2 separate regions of the Mus musculus genome follow, and region 1 is linked to region 2. The links are chromatin contacts, called in public Hi-C maps. All regions are on one chromosome and are shown on one strand. Each heading gives the region's core, a stretch centred on a gene start, on an enhancer-like site or on the middle of the called end of the contact. The rest is flanking DNA. Distances are from core to core; before and after follow the strand shown. Region 1 overlaps Anks1 (ankyrin repeat and SAM domain containing 1). Region 2 overlaps Anks1 (ankyrin repeat and SAM domain containing 1).

The links. Hi-C and Micro-C count contacts between places; a contact is called where the count stands out from the background.
Region 1: a Hi-C map of cortical neurons shows a contact between it and region 2, with 2.3 times the contacts expected there. The contact joins two enhancer-like sites. A contact is called at or near these places in 3 of 39 promoter capture datasets (HPC-7-derived erythroid cells, cranial neural crest and second pharyngeal arch cranial neural crest), 1 of 15 datasets of contacts at CTCF or cohesin (stem cell-derived epiblast-like cells), 22 of 484 Hi-C or Micro-C datasets (the C3H10T1/2 cell line, DN3 thymocytes, the G1E-ER4 cell line and 12 more), 14 of 115 datasets of contacts at active chromatin or transcription factors (the HPC-7 cell line, astrocytes, craniofacial prominence and 9 more) and 3 of 9 other capture datasets (adipose tissue, liver and pancreatic islet).

The regions. Positions count from the first base shown.
Region 1 is chr17:28,040,791-28,047,924 of GRCm38.p6, reverse strand. It overlaps Anks1 (ankyrin repeat and SAM domain containing 1), which reads right to left. Exons shown (of 25, transcript NM_181413.4): 14 at 5,249-5,355. Among named protein-coding and RNA genes, the nearest start is that of Tcp11, 36 kb to the left of the region's middle. Within about 2 kb of position 5,469, at least 69 of the 459 cell types and tissues checked have an H3K27ac peak or open chromatin away from gene starts, as enhancers often do. A contact at or near this core is called in cortical neurons, where this site is marked.
Region 2 is chr17:27,917,928-27,924,616 of GRCm38.p6, reverse strand. All of the region lies in intron 1 of Anks1 (ankyrin repeat and SAM domain containing 1), which reads right to left. Among named protein-coding and RNA genes, the nearest start is that of Anks1, 12 kb to the right of the region's middle. Within about 2 kb of position 2,081, at least 15 of the 459 cell types and tissues checked have an H3K27ac peak or open chromatin away from gene starts, as enhancers often do. A contact at or near this core is called in cortical neurons, where this site is marked.

The DNA.
Region 1 (7,134 bases), core at 4,220-6,719, 120 kb before region 2:
AGTATGACCTGAGCTCTCCAGCCTTAGGGTCTCTAGGAGCTCCCGCTGTACACAGCAAGCAGGAAAGGCTTGTTCTGGCTTCCACCAGTTCCTTGACCCCAAAGAGGGACCCAATAGGAGGCACAGTCTGGGTAACTGCTTGGCTTCCATCCTTTTGGCTGAGATCAACTGCATGATGGGAATGAGACCCCGGCAGCAGGTTACTCAGGGAGGGAGGAGGGAGCTGACTCACGCCAGGGCTGAGTGTCAGTGTTCACTAGAGCCCTAACAGAAAGACCAGAGCAGGGAGTGCCTCTCCTCTGCCACTTCTGTCTCTCGGTGTGGCTGGCGTTCACTTAGTGCTGCCCACTCCACACTAGGAAAATGTTTTCCTGAGTTCAAAATTGACACAGGCTTATTCCAGAACATTTTGAAGTGAAGGAGGCACAAAGTGTGAAGGTCGTCACCTGCTTGCCCGGTCCCTGGGTGGGGTACACCAGCATCTTCCTTTGCCTTTGGCTTCAAGACAGGGTAAGTTTTTCAGAATTAATCGCTGTTGCTGTTATTTTGTGTGGTTCTGTTTTTGAGACGGGAACTCACTATGCTCACTATGGGTTGGCCCAAAGATAAGCTGACGTAGAACTCACGGAATCCCACCTGCTTCTGCCTCCACAGTGCTGGGATTAAGGAAGTGTGCTACCACATGCCTGATGATGTCTGGCAATGTCTGTGAGTAAAGCTGTTTGTTTGCAAGCCTGGCAGCCTGACTCAATCCCCAGGACCATATGGTAGAAGGGGAAAAAAACCAGCTCCCTAGAGGTGTTCTCTGATCTGTACACATGTGCATATGCACACACAAATACAAGCAAGCGTGTACAAAGACACAAGGGGAAATGCAATGTAATAATGATTTTAAAAAGTAACATGGAAGCTGGTTGTGGTGGCTCACATCTGCAACCCAGCACTCAGGAGGCTGAGTGTTCCAGGTCAGCCTGGGCTAGCATGAGACCTTGCCTAACACAAGCTGGGCATGGTGGTGTGCATATGTAATCCTACCACTTGGGAGACAGAGGCAAGAGGATTGGGAGTTCAAGGTTAGCCTGGGCTACACATTTGCAGTTTGGCGGGCCTTGTTCACTCGAGAGTCGAAGGGATTGGTTTCAAAGCCTCTCGTGTCTTTGGACACTGCAGGTAAAAGCAGGTCAGCCCTGTGGATGGATGCCCGGCTGCCACTCTGCTCTGGAGGAAGGGTGCACACCGCCTACTGCCTCTCAGTGCCCATGCAGTGGCAGCTGCACTCCAGGTAAGGTGATGTCAGGATGCTCCATTTGGAGTGTACGTGAATGCGTGGGACCATGAAGGACATCGGTAACCAATGCTCCAATGGGAGGATGGAGAGAGAGGCCTGCTCCATCTGAAGCTGCTGGGAAGGACCTATGACATACTGTCCTCATCTGAGCTCTTAGTACTAAGCGGAACTATGACTTTTCTCCCAAGCTTTCCCTGCCTATGTCATGGTGACCACAGTGCTTTCACACACTGATGCCATGAGCCTTAGCCTCCACAGGCCAGGCTGCAGAGCAGACAGACACCCTACAATCCCCACACCAGCCTTTTGGAGGGTGTATGGCTGGATCACAGATCTAGAGCACCCCTGTGGCTGTCAGTACCCTGAGAAGTCTGGCTCTCGGGGAACAAGACTGACCAGCCCAGAAGGCAGGGCACAGGCTTCTCTGAGAACCCTCCTGCCTATGCCTCAGCTCCACCCACCCTCCTGCTTTGGGTCCTATATCAACTAGACAGAAAATGCCAGCCCAGCAGTTGGCTCACAGAGTGTTGTGCGGAGACAGGCGGCTGAGGCAGGAGGAGAAGCTGGGTGCTGCAGGGCGACCAGGCAGCAGCTCTGCTTAGGCTGGCCATGCTCCTAGGACCAGCAACAGACAGAGGTAACAGGGAGGGACAAAGCCCCAAGCCAGGGGCCATGGGAGCACAGAAGCCATGGCAGGAGATCCAAGACTCTAGGCCATGCGTCGAATAGAATGGCTAATGGGGCTGAAGGGGAACAGGTCTGGGAATTGGGTGGGACACCTTAGGGGCCTGGGGGTTTGGTCTGATGGAAAGTGATAAAGAGCAAGCTCCTGGCCTCGCTGTACTGAAAGCCATGAAGGACATCGGTAACCTACAGCCTTCTCCTATAGGAAGACCTACAACTGCAGAAGCAGACAGGAAGCCATGTACCAAGTGACAGTGGGGTCACGCATTCATGCTTATGTGCTCCTCACCAGCCCCACATGAACATTCCCCACATTAGGAATTATCTCACTACATGACTTTTTCACGTCTATCACAACCCTCTGACCTCAGGGCCACCATCATTCTGCCACCAACACGTCCACGAGGCTGTCAAGAGATTGCCTGCTTGAAGGCACAGGTGTACCAGCCCTCCATCAGTTACCTCCTTCTCAGCATGCATTTGCTCCTTAGTCCCCAGAATGCCCACTTCCTGTGGCCATGGTCTGTGGTGAAGAGGAATAGACCAAGAGGCAGGCATGAGCCATCAGGCGCTGCTGGCTGGCAGGACAGCCACACTCCCTTGCCTGCTTTCCTGGTGCTAGGGTTCGGCCGCCCATTAGGCCCCATTAGCACAGGGAGCTCATGCTAGCCCTCACAGCCCTGACCTGACCCGTTCTTTCTGCCTACAGGCAAGAGGGTGTAGAAGAAGTTTAAGCTACAAGGTTTGGTTGCCTGAATTCATCATTACATCACTGTGGGGATAGTCAGGATTAAGAGCACTGGAACACCCCCCCCTTCAAAAAAAAAAAAAAAAAAGCAGTGGACCCGGACAACAGAGACCTGTGAGGCCAATATAGACCTCAACAGAGCATAAGTGTTGTGTGTGGCCCCAAAGGTGATCCTGAGAGCAGCAGACAGAAGGTGCAGGGCCCAATGTAAATATGAGCATCATGGCAGCCAGAGCATTGGGTCCTCTGTCCCCGAAGACATCTGAAGGGCAGATGGTTCTGGAAAGCTCCCTTAGCCATACACAGAACTTCTACAATGCTGTGAAACTCCACAGGAGCTCCTTGTCTGTGAACATGTTTCCAGATGTTTCCAACATATCTGGATCTGGGCTTCCTGGAGCTACTGTGTATCTGATAGAAACATCTTCAGGGCCCTTTATTGGAGCTACTTTGTATCTAGTAGATATATCTCTAGGGACTCTAAGCACCAGGTGAAACCTTCACCCTCTACGGTGAACCAAACTGGATGATCCATGCCAGGTCCACGTGCTGAAGGAGTGTTTCAGGACCGGGAAGAAGCCCCTGCTAAAATTTATCCTTAGGCACTTTACATGCAGTTTCCCAGGATGCTGTGCTGGGTACTCAGGCCACTCCAGGCCCTGAAGCAACATCATACTAAGCTCAGGTGTGCTCTGCTCACCCCTGGTGGATACCTCTGTGGATGCTCCAGGACTAAAGAAGCCCTGAAGGACCACACTGCTGGTCATCAGGGTGAAAGGTGATGCCTTACATGGGCATCTGGTTCAGGGGCATGGTTGCCCGAAAAATCTAGCTGCAATCTGGTCTGGGTCTCAGGTTGGGTTAGGGAATCCTGAGGCTGTTCAAGGACTGGAGAGCTAACCCTTTCCAGATTTAGGAGAGCTGTGCTATGATGATTTGGGCTTAGCCCCTGAGGGACTGAAACACAGGAAAAATTCGGCAGATCTTGCCAGCCACATGGCAAAGGGTACTTAGAAGACCAAGATCCCAGAGCCAGCTGTCCTCCCCACTAACTGAACCCTCCTCCTTCCTAGTTCATGATCCTCCCCTAAAGAGCATGGTGAGTCAGAAGTAAGGTTCCAGGAACCATAAGCACCCATGTAGCTTAATTTTTAAAAAGGAAAAAAAAACAAGTTGCTATTTTAAAACTGTAGACTTTTACAATCTGAAAAAGAACAGCCCCCAACCTAGCCATGAGAGGGTAGCTTATTGCAGACTTGCCCAGGAACAGGATGGCTTACTTAAAGCACTCTCCATTGGACCTTTCCTGGAAGTCACAAACAGGATGCCCCCTCGCCCCAAGACACCAAACCCTACTCTAATGGAATAAACTCACTCATCCTACTGAATGGACGGTAGGCTGGGACTCTGTGCCAGCTCTACAAACAAGGCCCTTCACACGAGGTCAGGACAAGTGGGCACAAGTGAGAGAGAGCTCTGCTTCAAGGTTACAGTCTGAAACCCCCAGGACTAGGAGAGGAGGAGACAGGCCTCCCAGAAAATGGGGGAACGGAGCAGATGGGTCTGTCCGCCTTACCAAGATGCATAGCATATAAATGACAGTGTTCAGAGAGTGACCTTTTGCCTTGTGCCTCCCAAGTGCACAATTCCACCCTACCAATCACCATCAGTGTGACCCTGAGCAAACCACATAGCCTCTGCTTTCATGTGGGAAACAGGGAGAGACACCAGCACAGAGCTCAGATATTATCAACTGCTGAGATTGGTACCCAGCTCACAGGAAGGATGTGAGCTGTCACAGCTACTGCTGTGACATCGAATGGCCCGCTCCTGAGCATGACTTAGCTCAGGCACTGCCTTGAATGGCTCACTAGGACGCACTGGGCAAGGCTTCTTGGAGACGGATGACAATGGGGCCACTGGCTCCTGAGAGCAGGGTTTAAGCTGAGTCCCAGCTGCTCAGAGAGCAGGGGTGAGACGCCGGCTTTCCCTTTGACCTCTTGTACTCCCTGTGAGTGCAGGATGAACCTCAGAAAAGCAACCAAGCCACCACTCAGCCCTCCTCTGGTCAGCTCTGAGGCCAGGCACATGTGAGGCTCTCTGGTTTCCTCTGCTTGGAGGGGCAGGAGGAAACCTTTGCTACAGTGACAACAGCAACATTCTGGAAAGTAAGGGAACTCCTGGCATCCAACTGAGATGGGTCATGGGGTGCCTGGCTGCCCTGCCCACCAAAGCTGCTAGCCAGGGTACCTCAGCACATAGCACACCAGCATCCAGTCTAAGAAACAGGGCTGGGGCTGGGGTCTGAGTTAGGGATTCCAAGAGTGCTCCCACTGAGTGGCACTTGGGCCACAGGTAGTAGGGCCAGGACAGTCGGCAAAGTTAGCTTCAGTTACCCAGCTGACTTCCGGGTGCCCACGGCCCCTATGGTTCTCCTCTGTGGCTTATGTCCTCTTTCACACTCCAGCTGGGTGGGCCAGCTTCCAGCAAGCAGCACCAGCCTGGGCCAGCACATCTGACGTACTCACCAGGAAGCGGACATCATCAAAGCCGTTCAGCAGCAGCTTGCTCTCGTACTGCTGCAGGCCAATCGACTCCAGCCACTCCCCGACGCTCTGCTCCAGCGTCCGAGAACCTGACGAGAGAGGAATCGGCAGACGCTTGAAAAGGGAGAACCCGTTAAGGCGGTAGCAGCGGCACTCAGAGGAAGACAGGTGGCACTGCCACATCATAGTCATTACCATGAGGCAGTCAGACTATGTACAAGAGAGCAGAGAGCAGGCTCTCGGCTTTTCTTCTCTGTACAGGCAGGGACGGAGCTGCCTAGCGCTGGATGTGAGCCAACTCGGGTGGCTGCTGCCCACACACACCCCACGGTAGGAGCTGGCCGGGGCCGGGGCCGAGGCTGTACATGCACGATCACAGCCCAGGGTCAGGGGAGCCAACCCCCAGTGGTCTCTGGGTCAACTCCTCAACGTCCACACAGAGGCATGGCAGAAAGTCTGTCCCCACAGGCACTAGAAGGGAACACCAGAGCTCTAAGTGCCCGCCAGCCTGGCTGCTCCTCCCATCCATGCAACTTCTGGAGCTGCCGTGGGGCTGTGGCGAGGGGCTAGTTCTGCGACCTTGCAGCAGAGACCAGTCAGGAGACAACGCGAGTCTTCATGCAGCAGAGGGACACAGGCACACAGCGAGGGCTCTGGGAAGGAAGCGGCGGCGCTCATGGGGACCCAGCACATGCAACGCAAGCAGCACGCAGAACGGCGGGGGCAGAGAAGGGTCTTTTACTTGTTTTCCCCCAGCAGTCCCGGAATAAGCAAACCATGGCCCCGAGCTCCACGTGCTCCCAGCTCAGGACAGCCGGGTGGGCTGGAGTGTGGGAACCAGGCTCAGGGATGGCTCTGCTGGGTCAGTGGCCGGCCGACCAGGGCTCATCTACAGATAGCCTCTGGAGGCTGGCAAGTGGGGTGCCCCCTGGGCTGAGGCGCTGCTGCCTTCCTGGCCTGGGCTGGCATCCAGGAGCGTGGCGTTCATGCTCCCTGTCTTCCGTGGTGGTTCCTATGACCTGCCTGCCTGCTTAGGGGGCAGCGGTCGGGCTGTTCAGTTCTTGGTCAAAGAAGACAAAACCAGGCAGACAGAAGAAAGAGGCACTTGTCATCAGGAGGCGGCAGTGTCTATTCAGTGTGCTGCTCTCTGGCTGAGCGACACGCACACGCACACACACACACACAAACACACACAGCTTTCTTCCCAGGGTCTCTGGTCTCTACTGATGCACAGGAATGGAGAAGGTCTTCTCACTCAGCTCTTCAGTCAGGGCTGGACCGAGGCAGTGCACGAGGGCAGATGTCCGTCCCTCCCTCCCGGCAGCCCTCAGGTGTTCAGCTGTATGCCTTCACACCCACCTGACTTCTTTAGTTCTTGTAGCACGGACAGGTAAGAGGAGGGCAAGGAGGAGGAGACAAGAGAGGTGCAAGGTGGGAGAAATTAGAGCCAACTACAGACATCACCTCCAGGAACTCTTCTTTGATGGTGAAAGTCATCCAGCTGTCACTGGCGGTCTCTGCCCTTCAAGGCAGGGCAATGCCAACTTGCTTGTCTTGGGGACCCTGCTAACCAACTGTGGCAGCCTCTGTTCCTCTCCTGTCCTCCACAAAACAGACGGTGGATGGTGACCCGGCAGTCTCTGGATGCGGGCTGTAGCAGAAACGCCAAGCCTGGGGGCTCCTGGACTTGCCCTTGAATGGAAAGTCAGCTCCAGGAACCTAGGCAGCAGGCTCTCGAATGCTGGTGAGCCAGGAGCCCCGGCTGCTGATTCATTCCTGCTGTAATCCCAGGGCTGCACAGCTGCGGTCCAGTCTGCTGCCGCCGCTGATGTGCTCCCTCACAGAGCCGCGGCAGAAGGCTTTGTCTG
Region 2 (6,689 bases), core at 832-3,331:
AGAAGGGTGTTGCTTACTGGCTTGCTCAGCCTGCTTTCTTATAGAGCCCAAGATACCAGCCCAGGGATGGCACCTCCCACAGTGGGCTGGGACCTACCCCAATGATAACTAGTTGAGAAAGTGCCCTACAGCTGGATCTCAAGGAGGCATTTCCTCAACTGAGACTTCTTCCTCTCTGATGACTCCAGCTTGTGTCAAGTTGATACGTAAAACCAGCCAGTACAACTCTGTGTATTTTGTTTTGTTGTTGTTTAGATTGACTTTTTTATATGTGCCATTATTTTGCCTGCATGTCCGTCTGTGTGCCATGAATGCACGTGGTCCTCAGAGATCAAAAGGAGATATCCTGGAACTGAAGTTACAGGCAGTTGTGAGCTGCTATGGGATGCTGGGACTCAAACCTGGGTCCTCTGGAAGGGCAGTCAGTGCTTTTTTTTTTTGCATGTGTTTGAGGCAGCTCTTACTCTAGAGCTTAGGCTGGTCCCAACCTTTCAGCAATCCTCCTCCTGGGTGTTAGAATCACAGACATGCAATCACACTTGTATAATTGTAAAGCATTTGAAAGAAGCATGAAGAGTTCCCGTGCCCCTCCCTTGGTTTTGAGAATCAGAGTGACAAAGGTCCATCGAAAGCCAATGGACAGCACCAACAGTCAGATGAAAACAGGCTTTGCTATAGAGTTAGCTCAGCTGCATGCTGCTCCTTCCAGAGAACCAAGTTCAGTTCCCACCGCCTACATCAGGGAACTCACAACTCCAGGAGATCCGATGCCTCTGGCCTGCTAGAACACCTGTACTCACATGCACATACCGGCTGCACACATGTGTACACACACACCTACATATAATTTAAAATATTTTTGGAATAAAGCATTAAAAACTAAAGAAGTCAGTTTGGGGCCATTGAGCAGGGTCTGGAGTAGTAGTTCTCAACCTGAACTATCCTTTCATGGGGGACACATATCAGACATTTTGCATCTCAGATATTTCCATTACAATTCATAACAGTTAAGAAGTAGTAACAAAATAATTTTATAATTGGCGGTCACTACCTGAGGAACTATATTAAAGGGCCGAAGCATTAGGAAGGTTGAAAACCACTGGTCTGGAGGTAAAGATGCTTGACACACAAGACTGGGGATTGAAGAAAAAAATGGGTTTCACAAAGTTGTCCTCTGACCTCCATATATGCATTGGGCCATGCACATCCATATACAGCATTATACACACACAATAATAATGTTTAAAAAGAAGAAATTAGTTTGTATGATCTTCCCACAGAAACATCTTGGGGTTTGCTTCCTCCATGCCCTTCCCTGAGTCTCATGACAAACTCAGAACTGCACATGTACTCCTCTGGAAAATCACAAGACATGTTTAAAGACTGTGAAACGCTGCTCATAATCTCATGTCTTTGTAAGTGTCTGACAATAGAATGAGACTCAGCTAAGGATTTGGACCACAGATGTTCTCTGTTATTGAACTACAGAATCGAGGGCCTACATCACCAGGGTGTAAGGGCACATAACCGCACTCCTGGCCCTCGGGAGGCCGAGGCAGAATGATTACAAGTTCAAGACCAGCCTGCACTACAACATACAGCCAGTTCATGGTCAGGATAAACTACATAGTGTGTGTGTGTGTGTGTGTGTGTGTGTGTGTGCGCGCGCGCGCGCGCACGATGCACATGTACCTGTCAGTCTGTCTGTCTTTCTCTCACACACAAACACAGATACAAAAGAGTAATAAAACCAGGCTGTTTTTGAGTTAGAGTACATAGTGAGACCCTGTCTCAGCGCTGTGCAACACACACACACACAATCCTCCTAGCTACACACTATACACACCTGCAATCCAGCTCTGGGGAGACTGACAGTAAGGTATGGGAGGGTCAGCAAAGGCTGACCAGTAAGAGCCTATCTGAGAGCAAACCCTGGGGCTTCCTTACACGCTCTAAAAGAGAAAACTGCTAACCAGAAAGCAAAGCCATAAATACTGAGCTGTTTACTTAAAAACCGTTTGAAAATCTGCACTGTGTCTGATAACGATGGCAAAATGAACAGCTGAAGAGCGACTAGCTGGGAAATGAGTCTCCAGCTGGGACTTCTATGGACAATTATGGAGAAAGCGACAGATTACAAGTGATAAATCCAGACACTCTGCCAATTTCCATATCTGAGCTGTTCTTATTGCTAGGTAAAGTAATAGTGCGTCCCACGACTGCTCGTCACACAGGGCCCAGGGGCTGCTTCACAGCCACTGAGGCAGTCTGTTCCAGGAGCCATGAGCACCACACAGCAGCCGCTAAAGACTGTGTGGGGAGGAGGGCTGCAACCCTAGGCACAGTTCTTGGCCTCTCTGAATGTCATCAGTAAGATGGACACCGACGATCTCATTGAAGAATTAAAGATTAAAACACAAGGGATATCATGGAAAACCACATTTCCCATCTCACCACTCCAGGCTTCAACTATTAGCCATAGTCATTTGACCCAGGCAGATAAGAGTCTCCGAAAATCATTTTCTGGACCAACTAATTATTATTTGAGAAGGCAAGATCCAGTTGTAAAGCATTAAGGAGGGTGGGTGAGCTCTGAAAAGGGAGAGCTGAAGGCAACAGCTGCACACAAGCACACAGCAGTGTGCGTACACACACGTATCACACATCTGCACACAGCCCTCCAGCTTCTCTGTTGTTCAGACTCTCAGCCTCACACTCAGCGTGACCACGGCTGTTCACTCTTCCAAGTCTTCAGCACCCACACCTCACAGAAGCGCCTGTCGTTTCTCACAGGTAAAGCCCATGATTCCATGAACCTGTCTTGAGGAAGGGAAAACTTTCCTGAGGGGCGCATGAGAGGCCTCTCCCTCTTCATGAGCTTCATCTCTCACATGCTCCGAGACGTTAGCTGGTGCATGCTTGCAGAGGTCTCTTCATCCAACTTTCCTATATTCCAGAGAAACAGCCAACGATTAGAAATGAGCTGACCTAATTCTATGAAATCGAAGGGCTCCAAGGGGATTCTGTGTTCCAGGCTTGGGAAAAAGACGGAACTCCCAGTTGCTCAGTAACTAAGCAAGTACGCTGAGCTGGTCAAGCTGGGTTCAGAACCAGGACCCACACTTCCCCTCAGCTTGCTTCCTGCAGTGTACTGCACACGTCCTCACCCAAAGAGCCATCATAGAGATAAAATGAATTACTGTTGATGAAATATATGGCACAGAGTACGTTTTGTAAAAGCAACTACTGTAGGAAATTAAAACCTTTATGAGTTCTCCAAGTGTTCCAACAGGTGCTGGCATCCAGAGTTTGGAAATTGCAGGACTCCTGGCTCCACCCTCTCCCATGTGGCCCTGGGCTGGAATTCTAACCTCCTCTTAGTCTTCTCTTTTCATCTGTAAAGTGCAAACAACTACTGAGCTCTAAAGGTGAGCAGAACACAGGGATACAGAGGAAGTATACAGAGTGCACAGGTGACCACATACACATGTTCACACCCACCTGTTGGCACAGCTACCTACAGTGTTCAGGAGCACTAACAACCATACACACTACAGGATAGGCCTGGCTTTGCAGGAAGGCTGATCAGAAAGAAGGCCACCCAGAGGGTGCGCTGCCACCAGCCCAGTGAGAATAGGAGTCAGCACACACAGCTTTCTTCAGGATGGACCCAGGGACACTGACAGTGATGGCTGGGGACAAAGCCAGGCCTGGGCTCCTCTCCAGGCCAAGCAGAGCGTTAAGGCTGCGAGTGTGTGAGTAGTAGTGCACAGCTGTGTCCCAGCATTCAGGGGAGGCAGGGGGAGCAGTTCAAAGTCCTTCTAAGCTGCAAAGCAAGTTCCAGGCCAGGCCATCTCTCAACAAAAGCAAAGATGCAAAGAGAAGCTGGGTTGGCTAAGAGCCTTCCACCTACTCAGGTAAGGGGCCCGAGCTGACCAGTTCTGTAAGCCTGTCCACTGTATGACTTTTTATAACTAGGTCTCAACTTTAATTTATAAAAGAAGTGACTTGAGAAACAGACCCTGTCTAAAGGAGACAGGAGAGGAAACTGCAGTGACTGTTTGCACAGGGAAAGGGGTCGATCAACGTCTGTCCATGCAGAAGAACGAGACTGTTAGGCATCCATCCTCAGAGTGTCCTCTCTAATGAGCTAAGCTGTCCTCTGGTCACCTGGCGCCTCAGCACTACCACTTTGCCCACCTTCTCACACATAAGAGGAACAACTTGCATTTTAAGTAATTTTGATTTGGGGCGAGAGTGGGACCAGGACTTGAACCCTCAGCCTCAGGCATGCTAGGCCAGCATCTGTCCCAGAGCTACACTCCCATCCCTCCTCACAGCTGAGTGGCAGCTATGTCTTAGCATAAAGGCGCCTGATGTCAAGCACAAGCCTGGTGACCAAAGTTCTATTTCTGGGTTATACATGGTGGCAGGAAAGCTGCTCTTACAAGCTGTTCTTTGAGTTGGGCACGGTGGCACACAACTTAAATCCTGCCGGGCGGTGGTGGTGCACACCTTTAATCCCAGCACTTGTGAGGCAGAGGCAGGTGGATTTCTGAGTTCGAGGCCAGCCTGGTCTACAAAGTGAGTTCCAGGACAGCCAGGGCTACACAGAGAAACCCTGTCTCGAAAAAACAAAACAAAACAAAACAAAACAACAACAACAACAAAAAAAACAACTTAAATCCTGCCACTCAGGAGGCATAGGCAGGTGGATCTCTGTGAGGTCAAGGACAGCTTTTTTTACATAGCAAGTTCTAGGACAGGCAGAGCTACACAGGTAGACCCTGTCTCAAAAGAACAACAACAACACAACAAATTTCCTCTGGCCTACACACACACACACAAACACACACATACGAATAAGTAAATACTTTAAAAAATTTAAAATTCTATGTTTGTCTGTTTGCATAAAGACACCATTCAGAATTATTTTGTAAGCAGTCCTAATTTCAGTTCCGTAGTTATGATTCTGGCAACGGCTGACTACTCAGTCTACATCTCCCATCCACTGAGTTTACTCAGTCTACATCTCCTATCCACTGAGTTTACTCAGTCTACATCTCCTATCCACTGAGTTTACTCAGTCTACATCTCCCATCTACTGAGTTTACTCAGTCTATATCCCGTCCACTGAGTTTAGAAACATTATAAGCACGAGTGCAGACAAAGCCCATATCTAGGGACAACTTGGTGACAACCACCAAGTATTTAAAAATAGCTAGCAAGGCCAGCACAAAACTGACCCACAAATGGCATCAGTACAGAGTATGTACTGAAACGTCAGACTGCCCCTCATAAATATGTGCAATGATATGTGGGGTGGCGCACACCTTTAATCCCTGCACTCAGGAGGCAGAAGCAGGTGGATCTCTGAGTTCAAGGCCCACCTGGTCTACAGTTTGTTCCAGGACAGCCAGGGTTATACAGAGAAACCCTGCTTCGAAGAATAAACAAACAAACAAACAAGCAAACTATAAATAAATTAAAAAATGCAGACTGAAGATGTCTCAGTGGTTAAGGGCATTGGCTGTTCTTCCAGATTCCATGTCTAACACCCACATGGGAACTCACAATCATCTGGAATTCCAGTCCTAGGGGATCTGACACCTTCTTCTGGCCTCTACATACAGACTGTAAACAGATGTAAAACACCCATACACGTCAGATAAAAAGAAGAGATTCTTTTTTAAAGAATAAAAATAACATCATCACACAACTAAGAAGAAACTCATATCCCCATAGCAGGTAAGGGGTTAAACACCATAGATCTCACCAAGGCTCTCAAAACAAGGCTGGGAGCACAGAAAATGATAGGGACACAAGTTACTAACAGAATGATGTCATTTCTACTTTTAAAAAAAGATTTGTACAGAAAAAAAGTCCAAGTAAGCACTGCACAAAATTTTAAAAAATTGTGTGTATGTGTGTGCACGCGCACACACTCTTGTGTTTTAAGATTTTTCTACTTGTTACAAAAACAGGTGTCTACAATCCCAAAATTATATAATTATATATATATACATATATATATATGCACACATATATATAAAGTCACAGTGCTGTGATGATGATCCCAGTGGCGGATTTCTGAGTTTGAGGCCAGCCTGGTCTACACAGCGAGTTCCAGCTAGACCCTGCCTCAAACAAACCAACCAAGCAACCAAACATACACAAATAAACTGAGTATGTCCCCTGAGTGAGTGGCCAATTAGTGAGCTGAGACCCCACCTGAGCTGCCACAGAGTTGCTTTGTCCCTGTCTCATTTAATGTGAGCAGACACAGGACCCACCACAGCAACAAAGTGTTCTAGCTGTGTCACAGTCCCACTAAAGGGCTTGCATCACTCTCCCCACGTCCTCATTAGGGTTTCTACTGCCGTGATAAACACCGAGACCAGAAGCAACCTGGGGAAGAAAGGGTTATCTCAGCTCACACTTCCTTGCCACAGGTCACATTCCATCATCCAGGGAAGTCTGGGCTAAGAACCTGGGGGCAGGAACTGATGCAGAGGCCACTGGGATTATTGCTTACTGGCTTGCTCAACCTGCTTTCATATACAACCTAGGACCACCTGCAGGGAGCTAGGCCCTGGCACATTAATCATCAATCAAGAAAATGTACCACAGACCAATCTGATGGAGTATTTTCTTAGCTGAGGGTCCCTCTTGCCAGATAACTCTAGTTG